2 separate regions of the Mus musculus genome follow, and region 2 is linked to region 1. Evidence: chromatin contacts called from public Hi-C data. All regions are on one chromosome and are shown on one strand. Each heading gives the region's core, a stretch centred on a gene start, on an enhancer-like site or on the middle of the called end of the contact. The rest is flanking DNA. Distances are from core to core; before and after follow the strand shown.

Evidence for each region. A called contact is a pair of places that touch in the nucleus more often than the background predicts.
Region 2: a contact with region 1 is called in a Hi-C map of liver, with 4 times the contacts expected there. The contact joins the enhancer-like site here to the promoter of Ces1f in region 1. A contact is called at or near these places in 4 of 39 promoter capture datasets (the 3T3-L1 cell line, 3T3-L1-derived adipocytes and liver), 10 of 484 Hi-C or Micro-C datasets (3T3-L1-derived adipocytes, cerebral cortex, forebrain and 2 more), 5 of 115 datasets of contacts at active chromatin or transcription factors (the 230-238 cell line, hepatocytes, intestinal crypt epithelium and 2 more) and 4 of 9 other capture datasets (adipose tissue, embryonic stem cells, liver and 1 more).

The regions. Positions count from the first base shown.
Region 1 is chr8:93,277,372-93,284,286 of GRCm38.p6, reverse strand. It overlaps Ces1f (carboxylesterase 1F), which reads left to right and starts at 4,551. Exons shown (of 14, transcript NM_144930.2): 1 at 4,551-4,638. The coding sequence starts at 4,587.
Region 2 is chr8:93,397,013-93,403,927 of GRCm38.p6, reverse strand. No RefSeq gene overlaps it. Among named protein-coding and RNA genes, the nearest start is that of Ces1h, 21 kb to the right of the region's middle. Within about 2 kb of position 4,072, at least 6 of the 459 cell types and tissues checked have an H3K27ac peak or open chromatin away from gene starts, as enhancers often do. A contact at or near this core is called in hepatocytes and liver, where this site is marked.

The DNA.
Region 1 (6,915 bases), core at 3,302-5,801:
GCTGAAATAATGCAGGCAGATTTGACTTCAGAAACATCTCTGAGAAATTGTGTGAGTCTTGTTAGACTCGAGAGTCACCAGTCATTTCTGCAAACCAAACTCACCCTAAGACAGAGAGTCTACGCCCAGGTACAGGCAAGCTGTACATGTGGCCTCTTATGTGTGCCAAATTTCCTGGAGTACAGGGAGTCCTTTGATTCAATAAGGGCTGGGAAAATAGTTCATTCTTATCTTTCATGTATTGCCAGAAAAGCATTGTACAATCTTTATAAATGGAGTGTCAGGGCTGCTTGTCAGATATCAAAGGCCAGTTAGCTAGGGAAAATAAGGTATGTGTCTGTTTGTGTGTGTGTGTGTGTGTGTGTGTGTGTTCTGTAATTGGAAACAGTCTTTTTGTTTAATTAGGAGGCCCACACAGATCATCCCATATAAAAAGGAATGTATAAAACTTAAAAAATTTTATTTTTAAAAATCTGAACATGTTTATTTCTCTTTCCATAGCTTTTTTCATTATTACCAGGCCAGGCTCCACTCCCAAAAATATCTGGAAAACACCAACTGGACTTGATGGGGAAAGAATCTTTTATCAGAGCGCTCGCTCTTTAAGGCCATATTTTCTTCCTGGAGAAAAGGAAGAATGTAAGCCCACACCAATCTTTGCAAAGTAGAACTTGCCTACATACTGATTCCTTAACTAAGTTCCCACAGTCAATGAAGGTCTCAACACCTTGTCACAGAGTGTGAAAGAACATCTTTTAAACCTGAGATCTCTAGAAACTTCACTGCAGGTAAAGGCACAGGTCTTGGGGAAGATCTCATGAGCATGTCTGGGGTGGTGGAATGCTGGCTTGGTTATCAACATTGGCCTGACCTAGTGGAGAAAACTCTTCTCTCGAGGTTCCTGTTTCCTCTTATAGACCTTTCGAAGGCCTAGCCATTCCCTCCTTAACTTTGGTCATTGAACTGACAGTGTCACTATGCAAAAGATCAAGGCATTTTGTCTTGTGAAAAGTCTGCCAGTTGGGACATTGCCCTAATAAATCAGGCAGGGCAGCTGATTACTAATCACAACTTTATAGAAGTTATTTGCATGGGACTTCGCTTCTGATTTTGAGATTGAGTGACTTTGTGCTATTTGGCATACCTTCTCACATCCTGGCCAAGAAGAAAAATATCAGCCTGTGCGCGTACGTTATTCTATTTGGGTTGTCTTAGTAAGATGACACAGGCTTGGTGGAAAACAGGGCTGAATACAGGCTATTAACTTCATATCTTTTGTTTATGGAGGTTGATCACTGAAGCTCAGGTTACCACTATGGCTAGTTTTCCTTCAAGCCCTTTATTCTTTTCAGTGGCCACCTCCCCCCATTCCTCTATACACATGCCGAGTCCTCTGTGCATACCCTAAATTCATGCCATGGTGACATCAGTCAAACTGGATTAGCATCTGCCATCATGGCCTTATTTTACTGTCAAATCTTTTAAAGGGCCTATGTCTAAAAACAATCACATTCGGAAGTTTGAGGGTGGGTCCTGCACAACTCAACTTTCAGCAGACACATAGTGATTTGATCTCAGATCGCAGAATGCATGCATCCTTTGTCCTATGGTGGATTGTCTTACAGAGGAACTTGAGATAAGCCCTGTAGTAGAAGTTTGTTTTGAGAGTTGCAGGGAATGGTGGTGAATAGTGAGATGGGAGGGAAGGCCTTACTACTCAGCAGCTAGTTAATGCCAGAAGGAAAAGTGGGGCAAAGGCTGTGTTTCACAAGTACTCCAGCAAAGAGGAGACGTGATACTTACTGCCAGCTCCACTCAGATCCCATTCTGAGGTCTACGAAAGAAGCTGTAGGAGTGAGCCTCTGTCCTGCCACTTAGGTGAGAGGCTGGAGACCAAATTAATACAGTCTCCTATGCTACTGTGTATTTGCATTATATCTGTACCTCTCAAGAGTGGCTGCCCCCAAACATATATGTGTATGATGTGTGTGTGTGTGTGTGTTTGTATGTTTATGTATTCATACATGTATATATATATAATTCTTGGTCCCAGGAAGCCCACACCTCATTTGGAACTCCAGAGCAGCTGCCATCCAGGTACAGGCTGAGGACTCAGGTACAGTCACTGTGTGTCTGCCTTATCTCTTCAGTCTCACAGTTGTGGTTTCCAACTGGTTGTAGGAAAAATCCTATATGGAGAAAACTCACATTCATTATGTTGGTTTGGGGACAACACCCTCACACACACACACACACACACACACACAATGTCACTTTACTTCATTGGCTATAAATAAATCCATATTTTCAGTTAAATTACAGAAGGGCTGGGCCTTGTGACTCCTGGCTAAGCAGTATTTTTCCAGAAAGAAATCCACACTGACAGAATCAACCCAGTTTCTTCTGTCACGCAGCTGCTGTCTCTCCCTGGAATCCTATGGGTCGTGCTTTCATTCTTCTGACCCCCTGACCCCTCCATAGGGTACTCTGTGCTCATCCTCCCTGGAGGCTTGGAAACACAGTGGGAGCCAATAAGAAGTTTTGTGTGGGTATTTTGATGAGGAGAGGTGGAGGGAATTCCAGTAGAAGGGTATTTTCCCATATCTCCCTCAGAGAAGTCCCATGTGTACAATTGACACTCTTCACAGAAGTTACGACTATAGCTCCATAGCCCTACAGGTTTTTTTTTCAACCTCAGCTTTTTTCTTATGTGATGAGATCTAGGGCCAGCCCCTCAGCCAAACTGAGCCTTGGGGCCCCATAGTGAGAATCACTGAGATACTCTGAGCAAGATTGTCCTGCGCACAGGACACTGAGGTCAGGGCTTGCAGGCTCTCAAGTAACATTTGTCAACGAAATAGAAGGATGGATAAAAACCTTAAATAAATAGGAATCATACAACCCAGCAGGTTCTAGCAGGTTAAAAAAAGATGCATAGTGAGCTACACATCGCTGCCGACTTAGCACGTTTCCATCACGCCTCAGACAAATGCAAAACCCAAATGCAGGCTCCCCAGCCTTGGCAGCTCTCCATTGCCCCTTCATCTCCTTTCCCTCAGCAACCAGCCCTCATTGTTCATCTTTATGTTCTGGAACCTTCACGCAACTGGAAGCCTAAAGCCTATTAGCTTCATGACTGGCTTCTTTTATTTTTCATAATTTCAAGTTATGGCAGCACCTGCTCTTACAAACAATATTCAGTGAGGGACACAGGTGACCAATTTATTTATTGTTCAGTTCATGAACATTTATTTGGGCTGTTTCTGCCCCTTAAAATATTAGAAATAAATGCTCTTTGTACAGATAGTTTTTTACTGCTCATGGTTTTAATTATTGTAGGTATGTTAGTAGGACTGGAACTCTCTGCCTAGCTATCAGAGAAACTAAGTCTTTAAACTAAGTGATAATCTATAACTTGTGTTTTCCTCTCCTGAGCTGATCCTCTCTATTTCCTGATCACACAGTGATGCCCACAGCTACTTTGAGTGGAGCTATGGCATTTGCTTAGCCAGCTGTACCAGACTGTATTCAACCAAAGCACTGTCCTAAGGCATTTGATGGTCCTAGGAAGGGGATCTCAGCAGCTTCCTTCAATAGCACCTTGTGAAAGACCCTCTCCCAAGTGCATGCTTATACCGTAGCCCCATGGTTTGCAGCTTGGACACATATGCCAGACTCTTCCTGACCTCACATCTGTTCTGGTTAATATTCAAAGTATTCCTGGATCAATGGGCAGGTAGGTGGTAAAAGCCAAGGATTTTGAAATGGAGTTGAATTATTATAAGAAAGATCTATACCTAAAGTTCTGCCCTGAACTGAGTGAGTTCCCAAACTTGGTTGCATGTGGCCCAAGATAGGGCCACTTGGCAAGATGACTATACAAATAATCTAAACTTCTCCAAGGAGGGTAGTTGAAGCTTAACGTTGTTACCAAACACAAGAGTCCAAAATGCTAGAAAAGGGAGGCAGAGACATGTGCCCTGATCTCCCTGGTGAACAGCTGTGGAGCTGTGAATTTCTCTAAAAAATTTCAGCCTGTTATAAGAATCCCCCCACCTCACTAAAGCTTTTCACTGCCTGGAGGTATTTGCTTGACTTTGAGATCTCCTGGCACTCTGAAGCGAGAGTGTTACAAGGAAAAATATTTATGAAAGAAGTGGGAGGGAGTGGGTAGGGGAGCAGGGTGGGGGGAGAGTATAGGGGACTTTTGGAATAGCATTTGAAATGTAAATGAAGAAAATATCTAATAAAAAGTTTTTTTTTTTAAAAGAAGCTGTTGATCTGTCATCTGAGAGTTTCATACTAATTGTTTATATATAAGACAGCTAATGCTGGGTGCATGAGTGTTCAGATAAAGCAGGGTAAACTTGGAAGAGCTGTGGCTAAGGAAGAGAAAGAGGTGTTTGTGTGTGTGTGTGTGTGTGTGTGTGTGTGTGTGTGTGTGTGTGTGTAGTTCTGTATTGTGTAATTGGGCTCTGTGGGCAGGACTCCTGGGAGGTTCCCAGGATGTGGGCAGGACCTTACACACCCCTTCCTTGTGGATCAGAGTTAGAAGGTCCATTGACTTGGGAGCCTGTCCATGCAAGATGTTCCTTAGCACTCTGTTCCTGGTGTCTCTAGCAACCTGTGTGATTTGCGGTGAGTACTTTTGAAATACAAATTTGTGGGGGACACAAAGAGTAGCAGGGTTGTGCATAGAGCACAGACAAGACAGATTTAGTTCTGCAGGAGAACTCACTCTCCAGACTTGGATTTGCCTCTAAGTGGCCTACACCATGGTGCAGGACACTCTGAGATCAAGAGACACTAAAATCCCTGAGTCCCTGCAGCACACTTAGGTACAGAGGACGAAGAGCCAACTCCAGCACAAGAGGAATCAAGACAGGTTGGTTCCCTTACTTCACTGGACTATAGAGGATTAGTTGGTTTCATTTCTAAAGCTTTTTAGGTACACTTGCAATAGGATGCCCCTTCATGCCTTTACATGTAGTGGGTCCTCCATTATTAATACATAATACATAAATATAGGATGTACTAATAGAAAATACACAGTATGGTCAAGCTAGCACATCAGGACCAAATAGTCATTGAAAAACCACTTTGTTGTTCATTTTCCCCAAGAAGAAAGTCATAGTACTAAGGTAGGGGGGACAGGACGTGCCAGGTCAGTGAGGAGGCTCAGGCTGGGGAGCCTGTAGCAAATGCCTCTTTTGTTAGCATTTCAAGGAACTTTAGGGAACAGTGCACATCTCAAGTGTCTGGTACCAGGTTCAGGGTAATGAGGGCAGATGGACAGGCAGACAGTAGTCCATGCTATCATAAAGGAGATGTTTAGTTAGGGTCATGCCTCTGAAATTGATAGACTCTGAGAGAGACAGTTCCCAAGAGTCATGATAGCCTCCTAAACATCAGATACATGAGTTAAATTCATGGTAAATATGTGGTTATAGCATTGATTTCAATGTATATCTGTGCCATTAATAGGTGGCCTGTAAAAACTGGTATGTTCTTCCAAGTTTATCTGGCAAATCATGTCCAGGGCTGTCTCTAGCACTTAAATACAGAGCCAGTACTCAGCAATCAATCCCTTAAATGCCTCACCCTGTGTGGACAGGTGACGTTGAGAGAGGCCTGGAACTGAAGGACCCAGATTTGAAGCAGAACATGCCTTTGCTGCTGGTTACCCTGGCAACGGCATACTCTCCATTTTTAGGAACTCCACACAGGATTGATTCTTCCAAGTTAAATAGACACACCAATAGTTACCTAGAAAGACGATATTGTTATGAATTCAAGAAACTGGGATGTACCTCTGGTATACAGTAGGCATTACATGTGTGTGCAATGTTGTAAGTCATAGCTTCTGTTGGCAATGTTCTCACCCTACCCCCACCCCTTGCATGCAAGCACATTTTGCTCTAGGTAATCCTGTTGAAAGTTCATAGTTAATTCAGCCATGCCTAGTCACCTATAATCAGACTTTGCCCTCTTTCATCTCGGAAGTATTTTTTTATCCCTCCTCCTCCTGGTCATCCTCCTCCCCCTCCTCCCCCTCCTCCTGCTCCTCTTCCTCCTCTTCCTCCTCTTCCTCCTCCTCCCTCTCCTCCTCCTCTTAAGGCTTCCATGGTTCATGCCTTCTCCTGCCAGAACTCTTGGTGGGTGTTCTCACTCAGCTATAGCTGTGCCTCTCTGTGATCTTGGCTCTCTCTCTTATGTTACACTCTTATAGTGGATGGAGTCTCTCTCTCTCTCTCTCTCTCTCTCTCTCTCTCTCTCTCTCTCTCTCTCTCTCTCTCTCTCTCGCACGCGCGCTCTCCATACCCTCAGCTCAATTGGACAGAGCCATCTGCCCCTTTCTGATCTTTCAACTGGAGATGATCATGTGCAATGCTGTTTTTGTTTGTCTTACTATGCAGCTCAGGTTATACTTTTTTTTTTTTTCATTTGATATATAGCCCAAGCTTTTCTAGAAACTAAGGTGGTTTCTCCCTGCCTCAGTCTTCCAAGCAGTGGGGTCATAAGTATACCCCAAGAGTCCTAGTTCATTTATCAGGCTATCTCAGGTCCTTTCCCTTGCGCTCATCCCACACAGAGCTGCTATTGCAGATTCACCTGGAGCCTTCTTTCCCTCCTTAGCACCACCATATCAGGGCATGGAGCAAGTCCCTATTCCTCATAAGTAACTCCATATCTTTTTAAGCAGTTTCCTCCTGATTGTAAATGGGACCCAAGCACAGGCAACATCTCTTGAATTCACAAAGGAAAAAATATTATCAACACTCCATGTTTCAATCTATGGATCACCTCATATCCAGGTTTCCCAGTGGTGTGTTTAAAAATAAGAAGCTAAGCATATAATAATAATTAACAGCCACGACATAAAGACACAATCTGGGGACTGACTTCTAGTAACAC
Region 2 (6,915 bases), core at 2,823-5,322, 120 kb before region 1:
TTAGTCTGATGGAGGCAAATCCTCAAAGCAGGAGGTTCCCTCCTCACAGATGATTCTAAATTATGCTAAGTTGAAAAAAGTGAAAGAAAAAGAAAATCACTGAACAAGAGAGAAAAACTCATTAGCTTACAAAATCAGGGAAGAAAGCCTTACCTGGGTCCACAGGGTTCTAAGGTCTCAGTTTGTCTTTGCTTAGGAGCTCAATCTCTGACTATTGACCTTGAAGTAGACCCAGGGATAGAGATCGCTATAGAAAAACTGTAAATGCAAGAGAATCCCAGAGATCCCTATTCACATTACATTGAGGCTACACATCCCTGACACTCTTTTTTTTCTCAAATTTTATTAGATATTTTCTTCATTTACATTTCAAATGCTATTCTGAAAGTCCCCTATTCCCTCCTCCCTGCCCTGCTCCCCTACCCACCCACTCACACTTCTTGGCCCTGGTGTTCCCTTGTATTGGGGCATATAAAGTTCGAAAGACCAAGGGGCCTCTCTTCCCAATGATGGTTGACTAGGCTATCTTCTGCTACATATGCAGCTAGAGACACGAGCTCCGGGGGTACTGGTTAGTTCATATTGTTGTTCCACCTATAGGGTTGCAGATCCCTTCAGCTCCTTTGGTACTTTCTCTAGCTTCTCCATTGGGGGCCCTGTGTTCCATGACTGTGAGCATCCACTTCTGTATTTGCCAGGCACTGGCATAGCCTCACATGAGAAAGCTATATCAGGGTCCTGTCAGCAAAATCTTGCTGGCATATGCAATAGTGTCTGCATTTGGTGGTTGATTATGAGATGGATCCCCGGGTGGGGTAGTCTCTGGATGGTCCATCCCCTGCCACTCTTCATGGTGTCTTTGTGTTCTGCAATATCAAGCATCTTCTATAATCCAGTATAGAGGGGTCTTCATTAAAGTGTTCCATTTTTGTATCAAAGGCTCAGAACAAAAGAATAATCATTGGCATGAATATATATGAAGAGTTCCCAGCCTCACAGAGGATTTGTGTTCTGGTATCTGTCTGCCAGGCCAGGACTCTCAGACAGTCTCATGACACCATGGCCATCAAACATCAGGGCCAAGATAGATCTCATATATTCAAACAACATAAAACCATATTAAGCCAGACAGTGGTGGTGCATGCCTTTAATCCCAGCACTTGGGAGGCAGAGCCAAGCGGATTTCTGAGTTCAAGGCCAGCCTGGTCCACAAAGTGAGTTCCAGGACAGCCAGGGCTATACAGAGAAACCCTGTCTCGAAAAACAAACAAACAAACAAACAAACAAACAAACACCCCAAAAACAAACAAAAAAACCGTATTAAATAAAATCTTCATGGACACAAATGTAAGGTTTATATTTAACAGAATTGAATTCAAACATCCTTATGTAAAACATTTATGATTGGCAATTTTAACACTATCATTAAATCTGTACTAATTGTGTTCATAGGGTGGGGAATATAAATATTGATGAAAATAATTAATTTCAGCTTAACATATACAAAAAATGTATTAAAGAAAAATAGCTTTGAGCTGACTAGGTTTTGCAAGACACAGTTCCATAGTACTCACAAGACTGAAGCTTATGTACAAGGAAACCTGAGTCAAAAATCCATATTGAACTTTCCAGTTCCTTCATTCGACTTCAAAAAAAAAAAGATCATTTTTTAATTCTAGGTGATGATGTATCTTGAAATGCTGACACTTGATGACCCTTGAAATGCTGGACCCAGACCCAGGTCACGTGGTCAGAGCTCAATTATACTGTGAAACTCCTATAGTGCTCCACATTGGGTAACCAGCCTGACTTGCTGGGGAGACTGGTACTGGAACTGACATTCCTTTCAAATAAGCAATTGAAAATTAAATACTAAAAAGAACTGGGAAATAGCTACTGACAGTGAGCTAAAACATGCACAAGGAGAGCAAAATTACAAAAGAAAAAAAGGGGAAAAATTGAATTAAGATTCAAAATCAATCCCAGTCACAAATAAACTCTTTAAAGCAGAGAGCCTGTGAGCATGTGTTGTGTGGGTTTCGTTTCTAACGTGTGTGTGTGCGTGCACGCACATATAGAGTGCTTCAAATGGGGCTGTTCCTTTCTCTATGTTAGCACTGCATAGAGGAGGGTGGGGCATCACTCACTTTTTACAGCCCAAAACTATTTCAAAGCTCTTCCCCCACCACCCAGCCTGAAGTCCTTGGCCACACCCATGAAAGACTGCAGCAGGTGGGTGTTGCTACAGTAAGTGCTTATGCTGGGTTTCCCACACCATCTTCCTCCTAAACAGAGGCATGTGCTGCTGAGAGGTGATGGGTTGGCCTCTGGAAATGTAGTCTGCATATCAACAGGTTAATATTCCACAATTGCTCCCATTCAGCTGCGGAGGAATCTCCTCTGCTGGCATGCCGTATTGATTCCCCTCCACAGGGTTTCAATCTGATCCACAATCCTCCATTTGTTCTCATCCTGCAGACAGTGGACAATCAGCTGAAGGATGGATGTCAGGCTTTTTCTGTCCCATCGAATCTAGGTAGACAATACTCTTCTTCTGTAGATCAACCACCAGTCTCCACTAAGCATGCAGGTGATTGGGTACCAGAATAAGCTCCTTTGCAAAGAGATTAACTGCCTGGGTCCATCTTTTGGCTGACTGGAAGCCCTCACACTTTAATTTTGTATAAAAGAAGACATTAAATGTATGCAGTGCAGGGTGACTTTGACTTTAATTTCTTTCCATGAGAAGACTCATGTAAAAATTGATTACTTTATCAGTGAGTGCATACCATGTGTGTTCTTTTGTGATTGGGTTACTTTACTCGGGATGGTATCCTCCAGATCCATCCATTTGCCTAAGTATTTCATAAATTCATTGTTTTTAAGAGTTGAGAAGTACTCCATTGTGTAATGTACCACATTTTCTGTGTCCATGGAAGGAGTTACAAAGTATGGAGCAGAGACTGAAGGAGTGATTATTCAGAGACTGCCCCACTTGGGGATCCTTCCCATTATACAATCACCAAACCCAGACACTTTTGTGGATGCCAACAAGTGCTTGCTGACAGAAGCCTGTTATAGCTGTCTCCTGAGAGGCTCTACCAGTGCCTGACAAATACAAAAGTGGATGCTCACAGTCATCCATTGGACTGAGCACAGGGTCCCCAATGCAGGAGCTAGAGAAAGGACCCAAGGAGCTGAAGGGGTTTGCACCCCCTTAGGAGAAACAACAATATAAACTAACCAGTACTCCCAGAGCTCTCAGGGACTAAACCATCAACCAAAGAAAACACATGGTGGGACTCATGGCTCCAGGTGCATATGTAGCAGAGGATGGCCTTGTTGGTCATCAGTGGGAGGAGAGGCCCTTGGTCCTGTGAAGGCTCTATGCCCCAGTGTAGGGGAATGCCATGGCCAGGAAATAGGAGTGGGTGGGTTGGTGAACAGGGGGAGAGGGGAAAGGGTAGGGGATTTTCAGAGGAAAACCAGGAAAGGGGATATTTGAAATGTAAGTAAAAAATATCTAATAAAAAAATAAAAAAGACCCCCCTATTTCCCCCCCCCCCCAAAAATTGATGACTTTGCCACTGAACCACTGGTTGTCCTTTTAGTGTCTGCCTGTCTCCTTGAGTGATTTGTAGTTTGAAGGCAGAAGTTAAGAACTCATCTTGTGACCCTGGGCCTAGCTCAATTCTGATTTCCTTTACCATGCCTGTGACACCAGGGCTGTGGTCTAGTCCTCTGCCCTCCTCTTGATCTGCAAGAGCCTTTTCCTTGACCTCGGGTATTCAGATGTTGTTGATGCTACCATTGTTGACAGTGTGTACTCAGATTTGGACCTGAGCTCCTCCAGAAAGTCAGGCTGGGGGTGGTGTCCCTCCCCCCTTTAGTTAGTTAGTTTGTTTGGTTTTTGAGGTTCATTCCCCATCTCATGGGTTTCATAATGTTTCTCCTCTGAGCACCTCTTTTCACTTTTGGCCGGCAAGTGTTTTGCTCTTATGACAACACAGGCAGTTTGTTTTGGCTGGGGCTGAGTTGCTTCATTCAATTCATCTGCCGTTCCATGCAGCCTCCTTTCATGTTCTTTGTGGTGTCCTCAGGGCTAGTGAGAGTGCTGTGAGGGCCAGAGTGCACAGGATCACCAGGCTGAAAGTGTTCTCACAACCTTCAGTACTTTTGGTTGTGGTGTTTCTGAGCACCTTCCTCTATGTGACAGTAGGGTGCTTGTGAACCTCTCCACCATGCACAACACTTCACCTCAGTTACAGCCTCGTCCTGAGGGCCTTTGGCACTCTTACTGTTCTACCTGTAATCAACCTTCATCCTGGGATTTCCATATCTGACTCTTGTCAGGCTTTTCAGGCGTAGGCTCTATTTCACCCTGCAACCTGTTATTTCCTCTTTGACCTTTAGCTGGATACTCACAGCCCATGGTGTGTCATGCTGCTGGTGAAATGACCAGGTAGATGGTCTATTTGGATTACATTCAATTAGGTACCTGCTATCTGCTGTGGTATAGTCTTTAGATGTCTGAATCAAAGAACATGACAGCAGGACTCTCGTTGGATGCTCCTGGGTTGTTGTCCTCTCGATGGGTGAAGGATCACCTAATCCACATGGAGGTGTTTTATACACACTGGATATGTTGATCCAACCTCAGGCACTGGTGGAGAAGAGCTCAGATTTCCTTTTTCCCAATGGAGGTCACCTTTGACATTGCGGTCAGGCAGAATATGAAGGTAGATGGACATGACAGCTTCAAGGAGTACTTTGCTCTTAGTAAATGGCTCAATCTAATCATGTGTGCAAGGAGACAGTTCACCAGTCTACCTATATAAAAACTCCATGGAGTTCAGCCACTGTCATTTATGTTGGGGCTAAAGTGAGATTCCAGGACACAGTGAACTTCTGTAGACCCTGAAATTGTGGAAATATCACTGGTCTTCATAGCCAGTTGCCCCAAGACAGCAGACTTTGGCAGTGCATGCAGGGCACTGGAAGCAAGACTGTTGCATGCCTTGGCTGTTGCCCTGACTATGAAGTTCTAGGTTCCATTGCTGGTTGTGATGCAGTTTGAGAGAAGAATCATGATAACATCTTATGCTTAGTGGAGACCCTGACCACCATCATCTAGTTTAAGGGGCTTAAAGGTCCTTTCCATCTCCTAAGTTCCTGTTGGTTTGTGGTTCTAGAGGTTGAAGCAAACCCAAAGTCAACAAGGAGGGAAGAAATATTCGGAGAAACAGTAGACTCATTACATTTCTTTCTTTTCCCTGAAACAAAGTCTAGGAGAGAGATTTGAATCCTTGGCAGGATTTGTACACATGTACCTTCCCCTCTGACGAACAGAGGATTATACTTAATGATGCATTTTTTTTCTTTCTTTTTTTTAAAAGAGAGTCTTGTGATCTTAAAAAATTGCTGATTGTTGCAAAATATTTCATTGCCTCAACTATTCCTACACAGACATGGATCACAAGATTAAACAGGCTAACTCCTAAGTACTGCTATTGTATGAAATGAAAATTTAAAAAGAAAGAAAGAAAGAAAGAAAGAAAGAAAGAAAGAAAGAAGGAAAGAAAAGCTTTAAATAGAACCCTCCCCTTAAACATTTTAAAATCTTATTCGTTTAAATCACTACTTCACCTGTGAATTTCTCACAGTCCAGCAGGTGGCAGAAAACATCAGGGAAAATATTGTTTACAAACTTCCTGGATTGTTGGTGATAATATTGCTGAACTTAGAATGGAAATTTTTGTAAATATCTTAGAACACACACACACACACACACACACACACACACACACACACACACACACCCTTTCCTCTGTAGCATTTGAAAAGGGAAACTGTATAATTTATAACCTGAAAATTGATTGACAGAATAGAAGCTGGGGCTACAGTTTTGTTTCTTTTTTTTTTTAATTTAATTTTTGTACTTTTTGGTAAAGTTCTTGAAGAGCCTCAGATAAAGACAGAGAAGAGTTTGCCTGAGGTTGTCAGTGCCCGCTATTCTCCTGATATCTTTTGACTGTGGATCCTTTGCCTAGTTCTGTAACTTAATTCTCTAATCTTGGTTAGTAGTCCAAGCTGAAGCTTCTGCTTTCTCCTTTGCTCCCGGAGAGAGGTGGAGAGAGCTGCATCGTGTGTGGGCCCTGTGCCTGTGACACCGCCCTTCCTGGTGATGTTGATGTAAATAATGCAGCTTCACGATGAACTTCTTTCCCCAAAGCTGGGACAGAGCCATTCCAACACGGCAGCTTTGCCCTGATAATTGGTGTTCTATATGTGCCTGCTTTATGCCCCCTAGGAAGGGGAGGGATGGAGTAGAAACCATATCACGACACTTGACTGTGTCAATATATGAGAAATAGGCTGAATATGTAGCCCAGTGTAGGAGTGTTTGCCTAACATATGCAATGGCTAGATTCAACTCCTAGATGAACTAGTCACCTAGCTTTATGAATGGGCTGGGGTTCAGTGCTGTCCTTAAAGTATGAATAGGACAAATGTTGATCAAGAACAGTGTGGTGGAAATACAGCCATGAATATACAGGTCAGTGTGACTGACAGCATGCTTTATTTTGTTAACATTTCCGAAGCATACTCAAGGACATAGAGTGGGGCAGCTTTTATACATTGACCACCACCAGGAAATACCTCTCCTAGTCCTCCTTTCTCTATTTTTTTCTTTTTTGAAATAAAAGACATTAATAATGTCTTTATTCTTTGAGAATTTCATTCAAAATATTTTTGATGTATTGGTTCTTTCCCCCCAGTGTCTCTCAGATCATCCCTCCACCTTACCCACTCCAATTTCTTTCTCTCTCTTAAAGAGTCCCATTTCTGTTGGCTGACTACTAATCCTGGGGCCAGTCCAGGAGTGTGGTTGATATACCCAGTATTACTCTATAT